2 separate regions of the Sus scrofa genome follow, and region 1 is linked to region 2. A link is a contact called in public HiChIP or PLAC-seq data. All regions are on one chromosome and are shown on one strand. Each heading gives the region's core, a stretch centred on a gene start, on an enhancer-like site or on the middle of the called end of the contact. The rest is flanking DNA. Distances are from core to core; before and after follow the strand shown. Region 1 holds the start of LOC110259265 (182 kDa tankyrase-1-binding protein-like). Region 2 holds the start of ZFP91 (E3 ubiquitin-protein ligase ZFP91).

Region 1 (7,065 bases), core at 1,105-3,604, 1.1 Mb after region 2:
CAGCAACGCAGGATCCAAGCCGCATCTGCGACCTACACTGCAGTTCACGGCAACACCAGATCCTTAACCCACAGCGAGGCCAGGGATGGAACCTGCGTCCTCATGGATACTAGTCGGGTTTGTTAACCACTGAGCCACGACAGGAACTCTCACAGGCATTTTTAAAGACAAAGTCAGCAACATTAAGTACGTTTTGTATGTGGGCTGCTTCACGCTGGAGCCCCTGATTCTTTTAGTTCTTCATTTATGATGCGCTCCCTGGGGGCACTTGGGGCTGACATGCCTGGCTGGCTGTTTTCACTGAGCTGGTCAGTGTGGCTGGGATTGGGAAAGGCTCGTTCCAGCCAGGAGAGGTTTGGCTTTGATGATGGGGGGAACCGGAGGGCCCAGCCCCTTTTCCCTTTTGCTAATGTAGGGATAAGTCAAAGAAGAAGAAAAAAGTCAAGGTAAAGATGGAGAAGAAATCAACGCCCTCCAGGGGCTCGTCATCCAAGTCTTCATCACGGCAGCTGAGTGAGAGCTTTAAGAGCAAAGAGTTTGTGTCCAGTGACGAGAGCTCCTCAGGAGAGAACAAGAGCAAGAAGAAGAGACGGCGGAGCGAGGTGCGGCCGGAGTTTGGGGGCTGAGGGTCTGGAAGGATGAGGGGCATCTGAACCGGTGGTGGGGCAGTTCTTTCTGGACTGGGGGTTGTGGTTGGTCTGTAAGAATAATGAGGGGGCATGGCTCGACCGAACGCTGCTTCTGAAGGCTAGTGTTGGAGTTAAGGCAGGGGGGAGAGGTGGGGGCTCTTCACCACAGTGGTTGGGGACACCTGGATTCGCACTGTACTTTGCTCCTAAGGGAACTTTGGTTTTCAGGACTCTGAAGAAGAGGACCTAGCCAGTACTCCCCCCAGCTCCGAGGACTCGGGGTCAGCATCTGATGAGTAGAGAGGAGGAAGATTCTCTCTCCTTGGCCTTGCCCGGTCATACCCCAGTCTCCCCACCCGCGTTCTGGTACCAGTTTCTCCTCATGTGAAATACAGTCCTTCGATTCTGTGCCATCTGAACAAGCTCCTGCCAGGATGCACTTCATGGGGGCAGCAGGGGAGACGTCTTACTCTGCTGCCTCGCAAGGATGGCTCTTTATAATTTGGGGAGAGATCGGGTGGGAGGCAGGGCAGTACAGGATCCAAATCCTTGTCCTACTTTCCTGACCTTTGGAAACTAGCTGCTGCTTGTCCTGTTCAAGTTGCTGCAAGCAGGGGTCATGTGAGGTCAGGCCTGAAGCTCCTAACTGGGGCTTATTTCTACTTTTATTTTGTATTTCTGGTCTGTGAAAAGCAACATTTAATAAAGGGAACTGACTTTGGAAACCATGTTCTTTTGCCTTCTCTCTAGCCCTGTTGTATCATCCCCACTTTTCTTTGTGTTTACTGCTCTCTCTTTTGACCCTTCAGCTGGGAAGCAAGTCTGCAGGTACATCCTGTTCTGTTCTCGGCTCAACAAGCATTGGTTTTCACTCTCTTCTGCCGGGATGGGCCACCTGAGAGTCCAGAAATGAGAGCTGATCTCATTAGAAAGTCGCTCTCACAGTTACACTCCATTAGCCAAGCTGAGGGGCGGCAGGACCGGCTCCATCCTTAATCACCTATGAGTCAAGGGTCTACCAAGGCTTCAGATAATGGAATCAGGATTGACCAGCTTCCCTGCAGACGTGGGAATGGAAACCTGAGCCTGGAGAATTGGGGAGGATGAGTGTGTGTGTGTGTGTGTGTGTGTGTGTGTGTATGTGTGTGTCGTGGGAGTGGTTGGGGTGTAGTCTGAGGGTGTGTGGGAAAGAATGGAGTATGTGTGCGGCTTTTCTTACTGGAGGAAAGGGGTATGCCGCATTTTTAAGTTAGGAATTTATATCTGGGAATGGGGCATGACAGGAGGTAAATGAAAATGAGCAAGGAAAACAGCTTCCAGTCATCCCCGTGGTTCTAAACCTGGAATTATACACGTGGAGTGGCCACGTTGCGGAGGCTCTCAGGTGTTTTGCCACAGGAAGCCTTTCCAGTCCGCCAACGGTTACCTTCTTTCTAACCGTGACTCTATGGTGCTGCAATCAGTACAAGGAGGCTGGGCCTGAGGATTGGGCAGTCCTAAAGCAGTCTCCTCTCTAGGCAGTCGTCTCGGTTGCCATTTTGCCCAAGCGCTCTTTAGCTGTTGAATTGCGTCAGTTTCGCCGGGGTCTGAGCCTGGGGCGGGCCCCTCATTTGCAAGGTTCATGAATAATTGAGTACCTGGGCTGCGCCTATTTGCATACGATCTGGCGAGTTCTGCGGGCTCTATCCACTCCTAGTTTTCACCGGCTCATGGATATTCATGAGGCGCCTTGGGGGCGTGGGCGTGGGTGGAGCTAGGGGCGGGGCCCCGCCAAGGCTCGCACTGGCTTGGTCCCGCGGTGACGGCGGCAGCAGCGGCGGTAGCGGCGGCTGAGACTGGCATCGGGGCACCGAGCCGGAGCCGAGCGGAGCCGGATCCCGGGGGAGCGCGTGAGTGCGCGGGGGCGGGCAGGAGGGTGAAGGAGGGGGCGGGGTTCGGGAGAGGTGGCGGCGGGGAAAGGCATGGAAGGAGTGGGCGCTTTCCAGTCGGGACCTCGGTTGAGATGGAAAGGGGGATCACTAGGAAAGTTTGCAGGGGCCGGGGGGCGCGTGGGAGGCGGGGGACACAGGGGAGCTGGAGCGTGTGCGCGGGGGCAGAGGGTGCACGGTCTGGCGCTCGTGCTGGCCGAGCCAGAAGAAAGGGGGGAGGGGGCGAGGGCTTGAGGCGGAGCCGGGGGCGGGCGGAGCTACTTGAGGGACCCCCGCCCTCTCTTTTCCCGGGGCCTGGCTAGCCCCCTCCCCCGGCTCCCTCGGCACGCCCCCAGCCACCCCAGTCCGCCCCCACCCAGTCCGCGTCGCCAGTCTGTTCGCCGCTGCTTCACATCCCGCGCACAGGTCCTCCGCTTCTGCCGCCACCGCCTCCTCCTCCACCCTGTTCCTCCTCCTCTCCGGCTGCTGCCGGCCCCTCTGTGTCCAGAGCTCCCCACTGGGCCCCTCCAAACGGCCCCTCGCCCCGGGCTGTTCCGTCTTCCCGTTGGCCCTCCCTCTTCCAGCAGTTCACAGGCTGTCCCTGCCGACCTCTCTGGCCCCAGATCCGCTGGAGATCCCAGGGTCCATAGGGGTGACCCCGCCTTCGGCGATGCTTCTCTGGGCCTCTGCCCCGGGGCTCGAGCTGCCTGGCCTCCCCCACTGCCCTTCTGGAGGCCTGTGCTCCCGGGGGTCAGCTAGTCTCCTCCTGACTGCTGAAGGTGGGGAGTGCTCAGAGCTGCTGTGAGTTTACAGCCCTTGGCTCTGGCCTTGGTCACCTGGGTTTCCGGGCTGGGGCCTCTGGGCTGCCGCGACCCCCTCTTCCTTTGGGGAAGGCTAACCCTGCTTCCTTGCTGCCGCGGGTCACACCGCTGAGGTGCCCATTAGGACCCCAGCTGAAAGGGTGTCTTGGTTTTGGACCAATTTGTCTCCATTTCTCACCACCCACACCATGTCCCTGGTAACATGTTCAAGGACAAGGAAACAGTCTCGTGTTTTATTTTATTTTATTTTATTTTTTCTGTCATGTGCCTCTCCTCCGTGCCCACTTGGACAGGCTCTGCAGGGTTACCCACCCACCCACAGGGAGCATCCTGCTCTGGGGGATTGACCCCCATGGGTTTCTCTCTACCCCTTCCCTGTCCCCTCCCATTTTCAAAACAAGCTGAGGCAGGGTCAGAAGTGAGAGGCAGGTGGGTTTTGCAAAGCTTGGGCACTTGAGGTCCCTTCTTGGGATTTGGTGCTCTCTTCCATACCAGCTGGAGTGGGGTGACTTTGGGGAAGGCGGTTCCCACTGCCAGGGGGCACGCGCGGGGGGTGTGTGCCTTGGGGGGGGGTTGGTGCTTCAGGAACCAGGACAGGAACTGAGAAGGTGGTGGAGTGTCTGAAGAACAGGTGATATGACTGGGGCCTGTGGGAGAGAAGGTATGGTCTGGAATGCTGGGAAGAGGAGGTGGTTACCAAGGCTGTTGGCTCATTGGTGACACTGAGTGGAATCACACCAATAGTGGCCAACATTTACTGGGCATTTACGTGTGAGTTAGGCATTGTGCTCAGCAGTTACGTGCATCCTCTCATATAAAGCTTCTTAATAGTCTCAGCAACTGCATCGTTCACATGGGGAAACTGAGGCTTAAAGCGGTAACAACATGCTTAAGGTCACAGAGCTGGAAAGCGGTAGATCCACCCAGCATTTGAATCCTGGTCTAGCAGATCCGAAGCTCCTGTTACCGGCGTCTCAGGAGGGGCACCCATTTGGCTCCTAACATAGGGCTGTGTCGCTTGGTTTACAATTTCTCCTTCAGCCTCCCTGCAGACCCCTCAGGTCAAGCCTAGGCTGGTGAGTGATGCCCACAGATCACCTTTTCATAGGCTGTGGCTCTTCCCACTGTGGCTGTCCTAGGAGGAGGAACCCCAGGGAGTTCTCCCCCAAGCCACCCCGCCCCCCGGATGTTCTCAAGCCCTGTCCCATTCTCCCAGCCCGGCCCAGGCCCGGGCCGGCTCCTCCTTCCTCTTGGCGAGGCCTTGGAAATCCAGTGGGAGGCCATTGCTATGGCAACAGGACTAGGCCCTGACTTTACCTCATCAAATTCCAAGCTGAAGCCAAAGCGATTGAGAAATTAAAGAAAAAAATGTATTCCAGATGTTTACTTTTGATTCCTTATTTTTCCGTGTTTGGATGAGACAGCTCTGAGGGAGGCGGGAGTGGGGCAAGGATATGGAAGGAGGAGGGGGAGAGAAGGGGGAGACGGAACCACTCCCAGCTGCAGGAGGGAGGGAGAGAAGGAGGGGGAGCAGGAAGGGGGAGGCAGGCAGGCTGGCAGGCAGTGGGGCGGAGCCCCAGGTTGGGGAGGAGCGGGTTTTTTCCCGTCTCCCATGAGGTGATTCACGGAGACACTTCAGACTTTGTGGACCTCTTGCTCGGCCCCTGCGTAGATACCTCGAGGGGGGCCACCGGACCCAAGGGGGGCCTTGGGAGTGGTGAGTGGGGTGCCTTAGAGAGCTGGCCGGAGGAGGGAGCAGTGGGTGGCTCCCTGAAGCTCCAGGACTTTAGGGTTAGGAGGCAGGAGCTGGAGAGTGGTCTGGGAAGAGTGGGGGATGTGGCTGCCAGGGGCCTTCCTTGACCTCCTCCAACCCCCTCCTGAGTTCCCTCTTCCTGTCCCACACTTTTCCTCTGCCAGACTTCCCTCGCTGAGCCTACTGCCAACGCCCAGCCCTTTTACTCTCTCTCTCTCTCTCTCTCTCTTCCTGGGTCTTCAGCCACCCCAGCTCACACCCCTTCCCGATTCCCATGCAGGTCTGCTGCATGTGATGAAAGTGTCTGCTCTCAGGGAAGGCACAGCCATGGCTTCCCCACCGCCCCGGGAGACGGAGGAGGAGCTGGGATCTGCTGGCTCTGAGCCAGGTACCTATGGGTGCAGGGTGGAGCGGGGTGGCTGGGAGGCGGGTGGGAGTGGCCAAGGTGGGAGTGGCTGAGGCTTGGCCCCCTACTCTGTCTTGGGCAGCTGATGACTCTGTTAGGGTGGGCGTGAAGGCAGAAGGAGGACTGAGGATGTGTGGGATGAGTTTGAAAGGTTCTCAGCTCCTGTTGAGACCCTTCAGAACTGTTTGAGATCATAGCTCTCCAGCACATGAGAGCATACCAACTGTCACGGTGAGGTGGGCCCTTCCGGCGTTTGACAGAGGAGGAAACTGAGGCCTGGAGGGAAATGCCATGCACCGATGGGTGTGAACCCAAGCCTCCTGGCTCCCTGTGTAGACGCCTTTCTTGCACTGAGCCGAATGAGTGGGTGATAAAGGATTCTATTAGAAGGGCTGTGGCCATGAGTAATTCAAGGTCTTTTCTTTGGCATTGGAATGCCTTATATAGAAGGTAGGTTTTTGCTCCTGGATTTTTTTTTTTTTTCCCTGTAGCAGATTTACTTCTGTTTGGCTTAGGTCAATAGTAAGTTTGCATTCCTGATTGCACACCGGATGACAGTGGGAAGGTGGCCTGGGTGTGCACTGGGGGAGGGCACAGCCTGGAGGCAGAGTAGGGAAGCCGAGCTGGGAGAGAAAGTTTCTTATGGCTGGTAGTCATGTGAAAGGAAAGGACAAGACTGCCCAGGTGGTGGGCTGGCTCCTTGATATGGATGGGCAGGTGTTCATTTATTAGCTCATTTGCTCATTTATTCATTCATTTGATAAGAGTGTTTACCACGTGTGAAGTGGGTACAGGGAGAAATAGGTGCCAGGCTTAAAGAGTTTCAGTTTATAAGGGGGATGGACTAAACATGTTGGGAATTAGGAGATGGGAGAAGATGTTTCTGGGGTGTGTATGGAAAATCACGGAGGGCCTCGTGGAAGAGGTGACATTTGACTTGTACTTAGAAAGATGTGCACACACCGAGTGTGTAGGATGGGAGACGAAGTTCTGCTGCCTGTTCTTCTGATATCCTCCCAACCAACCCTTTCCTTTCGGTAGGTGACCCTCGAGCCAAACCCCCTGTCAAGCCCAAACCCCGGGCCCTGCCCGCCAAGCCAGCCCTGCCCGCCAAGCCCAGCCTGCTGGTGCCTGTTGGGCCTCGGCCCCCCCGGGGTCCTCTGGCTGAGCTGCCTTCTGCCCGGAAGATGAACATGCTGGCGGGCCCCCAGCCCTATGGTGGCAGCAAGCGTCCCCTTCCCTTTGCACCCAGACCTACGGCTGAGGCCTCTACTGGAGGGGAGGCCACCCGGGAGCCCGGGAAAGAGGAGCCTGCTAAAGAAGAGATGCCCCCCTTGACGCCACCGGCTCGATGTGCGGCCCCGGCGGGTGTGCGCAAGGCGCCTGCCCCCTTCCGTCCAGCCTCAGAGCGCTTTGCGGCCACCACCGTGGAGGAGATCCTGGCCAAGATGGAACAGCCGAGGAAGGAGGTCCCGGCCAGCCCCGACCGCCTCTGGGGTTCCCGCCTCACCTTTAACCAAGACGGCAGCTCAAGATACGGCTCCAGGAC
Region 2 (6,545 bases), core at 1,506-4,005:
TTAAAATCCAATTTGGCAGAATTTACATGAAAAACACCACTACACACAAGTTATACCTCTACCAAAGATACCACTGCTCAAAACAATAACTTTTAATAAATATTTACTATGTAGTGGGCTTTGTGTTAAGTGTTTCACATGCTGTACTTAATTCTCACAAACTCATAAGGACTAACTTTATCTCCTATATATATTAAAACTGAGGCACAGAATTTAAGAAACTTGTCCAAGGAATTTACATCCAAATAAGGCTAATGATATATACCTTTTCAAATTTGAGATTAAGAGCAGCTTAAAATTTTTGTGACGATGAAATTCATTTATAGCAATTAGAATCCTAATTGCAGCTGAATGATTTGTAAGTACAGATTGCTGCTGTCTACAGAAATGTAATTTATGCAATCCTCTAAATTATGTTAACTAACATTCAATAATTTGAAAGCATATCTAATACATAATACACACTGAATTTTATTTCTCTTCCTCAGAGTCTTCTAAGACAAGCATGCCAAGGTCACAGACTTCACTATTAATTTTGGAACAGGTATGTTTCAAGTTTTAAATCTACTGGGTCTGTATAAGCCAAATCTTGCCATGCTCTCTGGGAAAGTAGGGTGGTGAGGGGAGGATTTAAAACTGACTTCTGTCCCCATCTTCAACTTCCCCTGCTTTCACTAATTTTTTCACTTTAAAGTCAAAAATGTTTTCAGTAATGAATTCAATGGCTAATATGATTAATTTACAGATTTACAAACACCTGTCCTTCAGTATTTTTAACATAGAAACATTTTAACAACTTAAAATATTTATATTCCTAGTCATGTATTCTTGATTCCTCTATGATCTCTGGGCAATACATGAATTCCTTTCACACAATTCTAATTTTTAAGGACTAAGTTCCTATATTAAAACATACACAAAAACAAAAACATGCTGCTTGTCAAAAACTTAAAACTTATCTAATCTTGTTATACTTGTCAAAAAATTAAAGTTATATGAAAGATTCTATACTTAAAATTGAGAGATTCATGTTTTTACCCTACTCTTAAGTACCAGATTTTGGAAAGAGTGAAAACTGCTGCGAAAATTTAACAGAGTGAAAAAAACTACATAACGATACTAGTACAACTGGCCCTTGGGCTAATTAATGGGAAATGGGGAGGAGACAAAATTTTGAAGGCTAAGCTCTAAGAGCGTGCTGTAGATTTCCTAATGGAGAGGTGATGTAATACTGGAGAGCAGCCCTAAGAGGGAAAGGGATAGGCTGACAAAGGGAGCGCAGATGCCAGGGTGGGGAGAAGCCTGAGGCGGCAGGGAAGAGGTGGGTCACTAGGGAGCACAAGGAGTGTATCCCACAACGGAGATTTCAAGAAAAGAAGTGGCTGGACCGGCAGGCGGGGGGGCGGGGGAAGCCAGAGAGGTCCGATAAGACCGCCAGCTAACAAGGAAGCGGTGTGACATCTGGCAGGCGAGCCGACAGGGGGCAGAGCAAGCAGGATGTCACGTGGAGTGGTCGCTACGGGAGCCGAGAGGGTTGCGTGCGGATAGAGGGGGGTCTTTCCCACCGCCTGAAAGACTGCGTTACTCACAGGAGTCGCGGACTCTTCTTGCCCTGAGCTGGAGACGGGGGCTTCGCGGCCTGGGACTGCTGCCCTGGGGCGTCGGGAGGCCTGGCGCTGGGGCTGCTCCTCCGCCGGCGGGGATACTCGGCCTTCCTCCGGCGGGACACAGCGGCAGCGGCGGCGGCGGCGGCCGCCGCAGCGGCCCGGCCCCGGTCCCGACCTCCCCTCAGCACGCGGCTGGTAGTGGTCCCCGCAGGCGCCGCCACCGCCGCCTCCTCAGGGGGCTGTTGTTGGGGCTCCTCCGGAGCCGCCTTGGCCGCCGCCGCCGCCTCTCCCCCTTCCTGGTCCTGCTGCTCCGGGGGTCTCGGCTCTTCCGTCTCCCCCGGCATCGGGACTCGTCCGTCCCCCACCCCCTAATCCCAGGCGGCGGAGGCGGAGGCGGCGGCGGCCGCGACGCTGCTCCCCCCCGCCCCCCGGAGCGTTCGGCTCACTCACTGCGCTCCTCTTTTTCCCCCCCTCCCCTCCGCCCGTCTCCGAGGGCGCCCCCCCCGCCCCCTGCCACTCAAAGCCCGCTACTGCTGGCGGCGCGCGCGCGCCCGCCACAGGCGCACAGCGGGCCAATCGGAGAGGAGGAACAGCTCCTTCGCCCCGCCCCTCACAGTCTCTCGCGCAGCGGCGTACCGGGTTCCCGCCTCCACCCCTTTCTTCAGCCAATCAGGAAACGGCTCCGAGGGAACGCGCGAGGTTTCCTTCCCCGCGCACCCGTTCTCACCGTTAAACGGCTGCGTCTCGCGACAATCCCAAAGTGACCTTTTTTTTTCCCCACCTCCGAAGCTCAACGCGCGCGAGGGGCAGTGGGAGGGTCAGGTCTCGCGAGGAGATTAGTGGGAAGAAAACGCACCTCTTTCCCCTCCTGGCGCGCACCCTGAACTGGCTGCGCGCGCACCTGCCTCCCTAAGGAGCTGCTAATGCCGCAAGGGCTCTTTCTAGCTTTCTTCCTTAAGCCGCGGAAGTAGCCTCGGCGTTCTTCTTCCTCCACCCTGATCCCACTCTCCTGTCTGTGGCCTTTCTGTCCCCAGCGCCGCTAGGTCTTGCGGAGAGAAAGGGGAAATTTTTTTGAGCTGTCGCTTCTCCTTTAAGAAAAAAAGCCCCGTCGGCTGCCGGATGAAAGTCTCTGAAAAAATGGCGGCGGCAAAACAGAGGCGGGGTCGTGAGGGCAAGTAGGGCCCGCCTCTTAGCGCATGAGCATGGTTAACTTTTCCAAAGGCATCCTGGGAAACGAAGTTCGGCTTCTCCTACGCCTTAGGAAGAAAGCTAGGAAACCAGAGGCGGAGAGGCTTCTGGGAGTTTTTGACTGGTGCATGATGGGAAAGGTAGTTTACTCTTTCCGCAGTTAGAATTTGCTCTTCTGGGGAGGTTGTGTTTCCGGGTTAGGCCGCAAGGAGCCTGCGCAGGTCCGGGCACAACTGTTGATCCCGTTGCTGGTCGGGATTGCCTGGCAGGATTTTCCTTGCTTCTTTAACTTGGTGTTGGCGAATCATTTCTAGGGTGGCCACTTAATAGCCCTTACCTTTGTTTGGTTATATGGCACATCGTCTGAGACTGGCTAGCGTTCATATCTGCAATATCCGTCTTCTCCTGTGTCTGACCCACTAACCTGTGAGTGTCTCAAAGTCAAAGATTGATTGTGGTTCCATTGATTCATAGGGGGCTTAGCACAATCACCACCACTCATTTGATTTTTAATAAAAGTTTGTGGAAAGAATTGTAGAATTGTTTTTTTATTAGATGTCGCCGGGGACAAGGAACTGGCGTCAGTTGCTTAACCTGGCTGTGGTCCCTGGGCTGGAGAGAAGGATGAAGGGTTGTTTGCGTGACTCTGGTGACCCACCCAGAAAATTGAAGGCCTCCTTCACACCCCCCGCCCTGAAGCCGTGTGCTTCTGTGGTTTTTACTTGTTTTGTGTTGCACAGGAAGCGTGGTCAGAATAGCAGCTTTGTCAGAAATTACTTTTCTCTCCACCAACATGTGCAACTAAATTGCCCTAATGCATCAAAACGAAGTTTCCATTTGCTCATCTTCAAGTTGGATTTGGTGAGGGTAGTGAGCCTCTTGCGTTCCTTCCTTTCTGACTTTCATCTATTATAATCAAGAAGCGATCTGCAGGAACGATTCTTAACCATGGAAAATAAAACTCCGGAATTAAAAGTCTCCAAAGTAAATGAATAGAAACAAGATCTTGGGATCCAGTTTTAAGTGTCACATGAATCATTCAGTTAAACTGCAGTTGGAGTCCCACATTTGCAAGCCAAGGGCTGAGAACATTATTCCTTCCAGTGTTTTGGTTCAGTTACCACTTCAGATGGGCCAATGTTCATAGTCTTTGTGGAATGTTTCGCACTTTCATGGGGCTACTGGCATTTCAACTGTAAAAACTGTCATAGTGTAGATGGAAAATTTTCAAACCCCCATTTGCAGTGAGCATACTTTTAGAATGGCACTGACATCCAATGGCTGCTCAGAGTAATGCAGAGGTGGGATCTCCTTTATGTCAAAAAAAAAAAAAAAAAAAAAAAAAGTTTTGAGAGTCACAATGGAATGAAATGGAGAACAAATGATTCCTTTAGAGTAACCTAAATAGAGATCACTCTGTTGTAGAGGAAAGATTACAAACTTGGAAGATAAATCTATCTTATAGCAAGTTACAAAGCTACCTACTAATTCTGTTATCTTTAGCAAGTTACTATTATCTATTTCACCACTGGTAAAAATGAGGGTACTATCTATATCACAGAGCCATAGTTTTAGTTCTTTAAATACTGCCTTCTCATATTAGGCTTTTTTTAAATGTTTTATTCAAGGTGAATAAAATCACAGCAGTAAAAAAAAAGTGAAAGTTAATCTCAGTGTGACTTTTCAGAAAAACTGCTATAAGGCAGTAGGCAGGAATTGTGCTTAATTGAGATGTCTGCAGCTTAGAACCTGGTGTCTCAAATCTCCCAGTTTCATTCTTCACAACCCCTATAGTTTGCATTTTGAACCACTGAAATAAACCTGGCCGAGGGAATTAAAATGTAACCTGGTCCTGATAATCCTGTTCTGCCTTTAATGGGTTGACAGTCTATTTAGGAAAGCAGGTGAGCATAATTTCCAGATAAGTAAAGACAGCAAAATGAGGAGCTCCTGCTGTGGCTCAACAGGATGCATGTTCAATCCCCAGCCTCACACACTGGGTTAAAGATCCAGTGTTGTGGCAGCTATGACTGAGGTCATAACTGCGGCTGGGCTCTGATCCCTGGCCTGGGAACTCTATATCTGCTGAGCGACCAAAAAAAAAAAAAATGAATTGGGTGCTGGTTAACTCTGATGAGAATTTTATGAAGGAGAATTTTATGAAAAGCATGAACCCCAGCTTCACAGAAAAAGAAAAAAAAAAAAAAAGATTCTCTGATACACAGTCACACACTGGGAAAAAACACAAGTGCAAATCTGCTATTCCCATGAATTCAAGATGGATCCTGGCACATAGGAGTTTCTCAAAATTTTCAAAATTAGGTTTGAATCTTTATCACCCGAGCCAATGCACAATGAGAACTCAAACCCAACTACCCACCTTTTCTATGTCATTTTAAAAACTCTGACCTGCAAAAGGACAAGAGAGAAAGAAACCCACCAAATCAAGGGAGAGGAAGTGCTAGGCAAATAGAGGAACCAGAAAGGGTTATAGAGGCTGCTGCGTGCTGCCTCATTCAGTTCCTTTGTGGTCCTGTTCTTCAGCACTTGCCAAAGCAGTTCCTCACAACCTGTGGTACCAGGGCATCTTGGGTGTGAGACAATGGAAGAGTTGGGTGAGTGAGGAGCTTCTTGGAAGAGAAACTCTGGGGGAATGAATGCTTGGCTGCCATCTCCTCGTGTGGTGGGATAAGGAAGGGTAGTGTTGGAGGATTTTATTTTCACTTCTCTCCTGACTTCAGGCCAAGAGTGAAGCATGAGGGACTGTTATTTTGGGGAACTATGGGTTCACTGTTTTCAGAGGCACAGTAGACAGAGAATTTGGTGCTAACCACAGAATAAACTGCACAAATACTTTTGGACTGAATTTTGATTGAAATTGTTATTTTGTTATGAGAATTTTGCTCCTATGAGTTGCTAGAGATCCTAGAGTGGTCACAGAATTGGCAAACCTCAGAGATGTGATTTAGGGAAAAAACAGAAAGAAGGGGGGCAGTTAAAGTGTTATGAGGAGAAGAAATGGGATAGAAGTAGAAGAAGGAGGGATCCCCAAAGATTGGAGAAAGTGGTTTCCTTTGTTCCATGGTGCAGCGTTAAATCAAGAAGATGCAGCCCTCTAACACTAGTGCTTTCATTGCTAAGGTTTTACCGAGAGCAATTCTGAAGGCACAGATTACTGTGGACTGTGAATATATCTCCTTCTATTCCAAAACAATTGAAACCAGAAGAGAAACTATGGGCCCCATTGCTTGGAGAGATCCCTGGTTTCAAATCTTTGGAGTAATGTAAGGTTTGATATTCTTGGGACTCATTCCATATCCTTTGCCAACTTTCGTTGCCATCGTCCCTACTAACACAGTCACTAACATTTATCCACTATCCAAGCTGTGTAATTCCACAGTGTCCAGGGTTTTTGTCTGTTTGGGGTATGTCAAAAGTGCGGACAACAACATCAGCAAAATGTATCTTGCAGGTTGTCTATTAAAAAAACTAACTTGAGATCTGGAGGAGTAGAGGAAGGAACAAAGGCAAATTATAGGAGGGAAGAGATGTTAATGAAAAGGAAAAAAAAAGGAAAAGGGTATTTAATAAATACTGAATTGTTTTGGACGTAAAATCTCTTTTGAAACTTGGAGTAGAATATAAACTTTGCACTTGGGGTAGAATCCAAATTCTTATTCTCTGCTAGGGGTGGGGAAATTCACATTCCTGTCTGAGTTCCACTAGAGTCAAGCTCTCTTTTTTTATTTT

The links. HiChIP or PLAC-seq counts read pairs in DNA pulled down with a chosen protein or histone mark.
Region 1: a contact with region 2 is called in an H3K27ac HiChIP or PLAC-seq map of skeletal muscle, with 6 times the contacts expected there. The contact joins the promoter of LOC110259265 here to the promoter of ZFP91 in region 2. A contact is called at or near these places in 1 of 5 promoter capture datasets (fetal skeletal muscle) and 2 of 2 datasets of contacts at active chromatin or transcription factors (alveolar macrophages and skeletal muscle).

What each region holds. Positions count from the first base shown.
Region 1 is chr2:13,627,877-13,634,941 of Sscrofa11.1, forward strand. LOC110259265 (182 kDa tankyrase-1-binding protein-like) reads left to right here and starts at 2,355. Exons shown (of 5, transcript XM_021083047.1): 1 at 2,355-2,518; 2 at 5,391-5,498; 3 at 6,558-7,065. The coding sequence starts at 5,405. SSRP1 (FACT complex subunit SSRP1) reads left to right here. Exons shown (of 17, transcript XM_003353864.4): 16 at 416-602; 17 at 858-1,357. The coding sequence ends at 929.
Region 2 is chr2:12,529,526-12,536,070 of Sscrofa11.1, forward strand. ZFP91 (E3 ubiquitin-protein ligase ZFP91) reads right to left here and starts at 2,756. Exons shown (of 11, transcript XM_021083007.1): 1 at 1,590-2,756. The coding sequence starts at 1,951. It overlaps LPXN (leupaxin), which reads left to right and starts at 5,255. Exons shown (of 9, transcript XM_013994304.2): 1 at 5,255-5,410. The coding sequence starts at 5,398.